Linked DNA regions of Macaca mulatta: region 2 is linked to region 1. The links are chromatin contacts, called in public Hi-C maps. All regions are on one chromosome and are shown on one strand. The core of a region is the stretch at or near the end of the contact, and the rest is flanking DNA. Distances in the headings are between cores, read along the strand shown. Region 1 holds the start of DMRT2 (doublesex and mab-3 related transcription factor 2). Region 2 holds the start of DMRT3 (doublesex and mab-3 related transcription factor 3).

Region 1 (2,649 bases), core at 62-2,561:
ATATTTCTGCTGCTGTCGAGAATTTAAACGCTCCAGTGCAGGTGAAGGAAATGTGCTTTGATGAGTGGGTATTAAAATGTGCAAAAAGAACCTGGTGTTACAAGGTGGTGTCAAGGGAGAGGAAGTAACAGTCTGTGTGACCCCCTGTCCCTTGTCGGAGCGCGCACCGCTCCCAAGTCACCCTCTGAGTCTCCAGAGCTACGGAAAAGCCGAAGAGAATAAGCAGGACTGTTTCTCTACTTCCTTCATTGGGCTTCGCAAGAGGCTCTGGGAAGAAGCACTCGTACAAATGGGAATCCCAGTGCCTGGTCACCGGGGAGGAACTTTCCAACATCGCTAAAGGCTTGAGAATGGTGCTTCTGGCAGGTCGCGTTCCACGGTAGTTCCTAAGCTGCCTTTGTTTCCACCTCTCGGAGCTAGGTTAACTTTTAACATTCTGACAGACTCGGAGAAAAGTAAGGTTTGAATTACGTCAGGAATTTCCACCTTTCAACAAGTATTTGTTGCAGGCCTACTATGTGCTCAGTGCGATGACACTCAATTTTGTAAAGTCTCCTAAACAGATCATACTTGAGAGGTCTTGATTATTTACAGATGCAGTTAGAAAAGCGTCCATATTACTTTAAATGGAGTTCAAGAAATGTAAAGCAGAGTTTAATTAGAAGACTAATTCCTTCTTTTAATATGTTGGAATTTTTTTTATTGCTAAACATTTTGTAAAGGATTTTTTGAGGGAGTCATTAGAAAGTCTATAAATACAACTATGCACACTAAAAAGCAGTCTTTTTTTTTAAAAAGAGGTTTGTTTAATGCATGCTTAGGGTGAATGGATTCACCTAAATCTCTTAATAGCATGCATTTCTGATCTTCCTCAAATTAACCGTAATAGCAACTGATACAGCAGAAAAATGTAAGTGACTTGTAGTTGACTTGGCCACCTGCCACACGGGCTCGGTGAAGGTTAATGAGGAACTATTTGGCACTTCGAGAATACTTGGCACTAGACACAGAAATATCAACAGGCCATTTGTATGCTAACTAGGAGCTTCGGTGCCAGGTAACCACTGATGCACTCTTGCAGGAGAAAGAAGGATGTCGCTGTACGCCCCGATAGATAGAGAGGCATCATTTTTAGGCCCAGTTTAGATTAATTATTGATTGAGTCGCCGAAATACTTGTGATGCTGATAGAGACCAATACTGGTCCTTCTGATCTCTTTCTTGTCGTTTATTACCTTCTCTTACATTCCTCAGAGTGTATCTCTGCTTGTTTCCCAGTCTGCGAGATAAATGGCGACTTCTCTCTTGCAGGCACCGTCATACGTCGGGTTTAAATTCTGGACAGGCGACCCGGCTGCACCGAAGGCCCGGCGGGCGGATTCTGGCGGAGCGCTTCAGGGAGGAGAGTGTACACCGCGAGAGGCGGAGGGCGCCCAGCCGGCGTGCCTTGGCCAATCAGTGTACACACCGCCTGACAACCGGCCAATCAGAGGACGTAAAGCTCTGGGGCCCGAGCGGATAATACTAGGAAGGGGAGCGCACTTTGGCGACAGAAGCCAGTGGCGCTGCGCTGAGAGCAGCTGCGCTCGCCCGCTCGGTGAGCTCGCGATCTGAGCCAGGCGGGGGCGGCCCGACCTTTCCCGCCCAGCTTGGGTCAGAGGAAGCGAAAGCGGCCTCAGCAAGGTGAGGCGCCCGAGGCTGCAGAAGACCGAGCAGAACTTTGCAGAGTTCGGGATGTGCTGGGCTAGGTCGCTGAGGACTTGACTGGCTTCCTCTCTCCTTCCCTCCACCTTCTCCCTCCTCTCCACCATCCAGTGGGTTCTTTCCGGGCCTCCAGCTATCAGCTCCCGATTTCGTGGTTGAGGGTAGCGACCCCGATTTCTGTTTGCATGCACAGCCAGCAGCCCTAGCGCCAGATCCTAAAGCTGGATATCTTTTGACTGGGCTACCAGCCCGGGCCTCAAAGTTTTGGTGAGTGCTGTGATGCCGCTCGGGGTGTCAGGGAGGGCAAAGGGCGTGAATCATCCTTCACCTTTTCTGTTTGACTTGAATGCCTTGCCTTAAAGATGTAAACCAAGCCCTAAGTACAGAGAGCCCACACAGCTCAGCCCTGTGGCGCCCCAAGTACTATTAAGGCTGGACGGGCATCTGTAGCTTTGTGCTCTTTGCCCCTATGGGAGTCTAATGACAACAAAATTTTGGTTTTCAGTTGATTATTTTGGGGAGGGGGGTGAGAGGACCTCTTCAAGCCCAAGGAGGGGTCCTTGTGGTGATATAGGCTGATGAGAGGCATTTGGGAAGCATGGAGTGGTACTTCAGTGGGTCTGAAGGGCCACTTGTAATGAAAGGAAAACAGTTCTTCCACGGATAGTTTCATATGCATCATGGCCTTACTACTTGAGTATGGGGAAATCTGACAAGTGGCCTGGGCCAGCCTAGTTGGATACAATATTTTGTGTGTGTGATAAGTGAGTTACCCAGGGACTTGTCCGGAAAGCCTGTGTAAAGCCAGAGAGGGCTACGGTTAAAGGTCAGGTACTTACAGAGCACTTAGAATTAATAAAATAAAACCTTTCTTGGGTTGTAGATCCCTGGGGGCCCTAGAGATACAAGAAAGGCACGTGTGGCCTGGAAGTGAGGGACATGTAAT
Region 2 (2,649 bases), core at 96-2,595, 75 kb before region 1:
GGCATTGCAGCGGACTTGCCTGCTCTCATCTAGCATTCGATTTCCCACCAGGAGATGAGCTTGGTGCACACTCTCAGAAGCGTATCCAACGAAGGCTCTGGAACTGCCCCGCTTCGCATAGAGCTATTGTGCTGCCCTGCAGTGTATCCACCTGTTTTTTTTTTTTGGTTTTTGTTTGTTTGCCGATGGGCAGGGGGGAGGTGCGAGCGGGGAGGGCCTTCCTCGTGCATATATAGCGATAGCCTGCACTAGGCCAAACCCACCACTCCTGGGGGAATGGTAACACGCAAATAATCTAAACAAAGTTTTCTGCTGTCATCTTGTGCAAGGACCCTCTCCCTCAAGACATCTATGACTGGGGTCTATGGGTTAAGAAGGTGAAAAAGTGGCCCCATCCCATATCCATAACTAAATCATAGAATCCGTGGGGATTTGAATTGAGTGGCTGGCGCAAGACCTCCGTTTGCTTTCAGTGGCTGCTGGGAGACAGGAAAGGATATCGGTAACTTTGCGGGCGCTAATGTGGCTTCTGCGTCTGCCTCTTCAAAGTTTATACCCGGCGCTTAACAAATCCTTTACGGGAACACGTACGTCCCTGACTTTTTTTTTATATTAAAACATAGGAGGGTAGAAAAGGAAAATTCGCCTGCAAAATGGGTTGTCATCCTTGGGCCTGCAGATCTCCAAAACCATTTTCTTCTAAAGCAACAAAAGAGAAAAAAATACGTTCTAAAAGGAAATTACGAAAAGAACCTAACTTTGCTAAACCAACAGTACTCCACTCCCCTATCCTAAACTCCACCTAGGTCCGGGGTGCCCCCGCAACACTCCAGTAGGTTCGAGTTCTCCCGGAGCTGAGCTTCTGCGGCCAAATGTCGGGATAAAAGCGGCCTTGGACTCGGAAAAACGCGGCCAGATCTGGACTGGAGGGAGGAGAAGAGAGAGAACGGGAGCGGCCACCTCACTCGCTTACAGGCACCCCCGCCCTCACTCCCGCAGGTCCTCCCCTTCTCCGCCCCGCTAGCACCGCCGCGTTCTGGAGCGCCGCAGTCTCCCGCTGCGGGCTCGGGTAGCGGAGAGGGCTTGGAGGAGGGGGCCGTGAGCGCCCCCGCGAGAGTGGCCTGGCTGCAGGTGGCAAGGAAGGTGAAGTGCAGGCACCCGAGGGGCGCAAAGAAGGAGAAAGGCGTGGGGCGGGGAGTGCAAGGAGACAGGGACCTCAGGGGTGGGGGTGGCGGTAGGAAGGAGGAGGGGTTGGGGGAGGGCGGCGGAGGAGGTGTTGGGTCCCGCCAGCGCGCGAGAAAGCTGCAGAAGAGCTGGCTCAGACCTTAATCAGAGCTCTCGCCGGCTCTTTGCAGCCGCCGCAGCGCTTCCGCTAAGAAGGACGTGCCGACCCGGCTGCGCGCCCAAGGCAGCGGCCCGCGTCGGGGTTGGCTGGGCGTGAGCTGGGAGACCGAGCTGTGAGCGCGAAGGGAGCTGGAGAGACGGCTGCTGCACCTCCAGTCGCCCCGGAGCACACACGACCACCGGGGCAGCGGGATCAAGGGCCGCGCCTCCCGGAGGCCGCCCCTAAGCGGGCCTCGCAGCCCCGCCGTCCAGCGGTCCCTGGCCCGCTCCCGCCGCCAGCCCGCCAACTCATCCGGGAGCCCGGGGCATGAACGGCTACGGCTCCCCCTACCTGTACATGGGCGGCCCGGTGTCGCAGCCGCCGCGGGCGCCCCTGCAGCGCACGCCCAAGTGCGCGCGCTGCCGCAACCACGGCGTACTGTCCTGGCTCAAGGGCCACAAGCGTTACTGCCGCTTCAAGGACTGCACCTGCGAGAAGTGCATCCTCATCATCGAGCGGCAGCGGGTCATGGCTGCGCAGGTGGCGCTGCGCCGGCAGCAGGCCAACGAGAGCCTGGAGAGCCTCATCCCAGACTCGCTGCGCGCTCTCCCAGGGCCCCCGCCCCCTGGGGACGCCGCCGCCGCCCCGCAGCCGCCGCCGGCCTCTCAGCCGTCTCAGCCGCAGCCGCCGCGCCCTGCTGCCGAGTTGGCCGCGGCCGCCACGCTGCGCTGGACCGCCGAGCCGCAACCCGGGGCTCTGCAGGCGCAGCTCGCCAAGCCAGGTAAGAGTGTGTGAGGTGCTGGAGTTTGGCGGGGCGCGTGGGCGAACTTCGGAGTGTCTGCTGCAGCTCCACTTGGAGGCCTGGAGGCAAAGTTTTGGGAAGTGGGCCTCGCGGGGCTTTCCTTCCCACTCTCCGCCAGGCCGGGGCTTCCTCTCCCGGGAGAAGCCGGCTGAGTCTGGACCCAGAGCGAGTAGCACTCGCGCCCGCAGGGAAGGCGCCTCCGGGGAGCCAAACGACGGGACTGTGCGTCAGGATCGCCAGGTGCCTTCCCAGATTAAAGGGCTCGGAACGTGTCAGATTGAGCAGGGAGACAACGGAGTTGAGACAGGACCAAATTAAAACCCAGGCGCTCACACTTACCACGGAGGGGGGAGTAAGGTTTTCCTGGCTGCAGGCTTTAGAGGTCCTCGCCATTCGGGAGTTGGAATGGGTAGGTAGGTGTAGGGAAGGCGCCAAAGCCCAACACTCCTAGCTGGTTGTGCTTTTCCGCCTGCCTGGCCCGGCCCAGGGCCCAGGAAAATTTGAGTGAGGACAAGTATCCAGC

What was found. A called contact is a pair of places that touch in the nucleus more often than the background predicts.
Region 2: a contact with region 1 is called in a Hi-C map of fetal cortex germinal zone, with 3 times the contacts expected there. The contact joins the promoter of DMRT3 here to the promoter of DMRT2 in region 1. A contact is called at or near these places in 2 of 14 Hi-C or Micro-C datasets (fetal cortex germinal zone and liver).

Annotation. Positions count from the first base shown.
Region 1 is chr15:98,390,287-98,392,935 of T2T-MMU8v2.0, reverse strand. It overlaps DMRT2 (doublesex and mab-3 related transcription factor 2), which reads left to right and starts at 1,311. Exons shown (of 5, transcript XM_077966159.1): 1 at 1,311-1,682.
Region 2 is chr15:98,465,280-98,467,928 of T2T-MMU8v2.0, reverse strand. It overlaps DMRT3 (doublesex and mab-3 related transcription factor 3), which reads left to right and starts at 1,345. Exons shown (of 2, transcript XM_001089961.5): 1 at 1,345-2,105. The coding sequence starts at 1,652.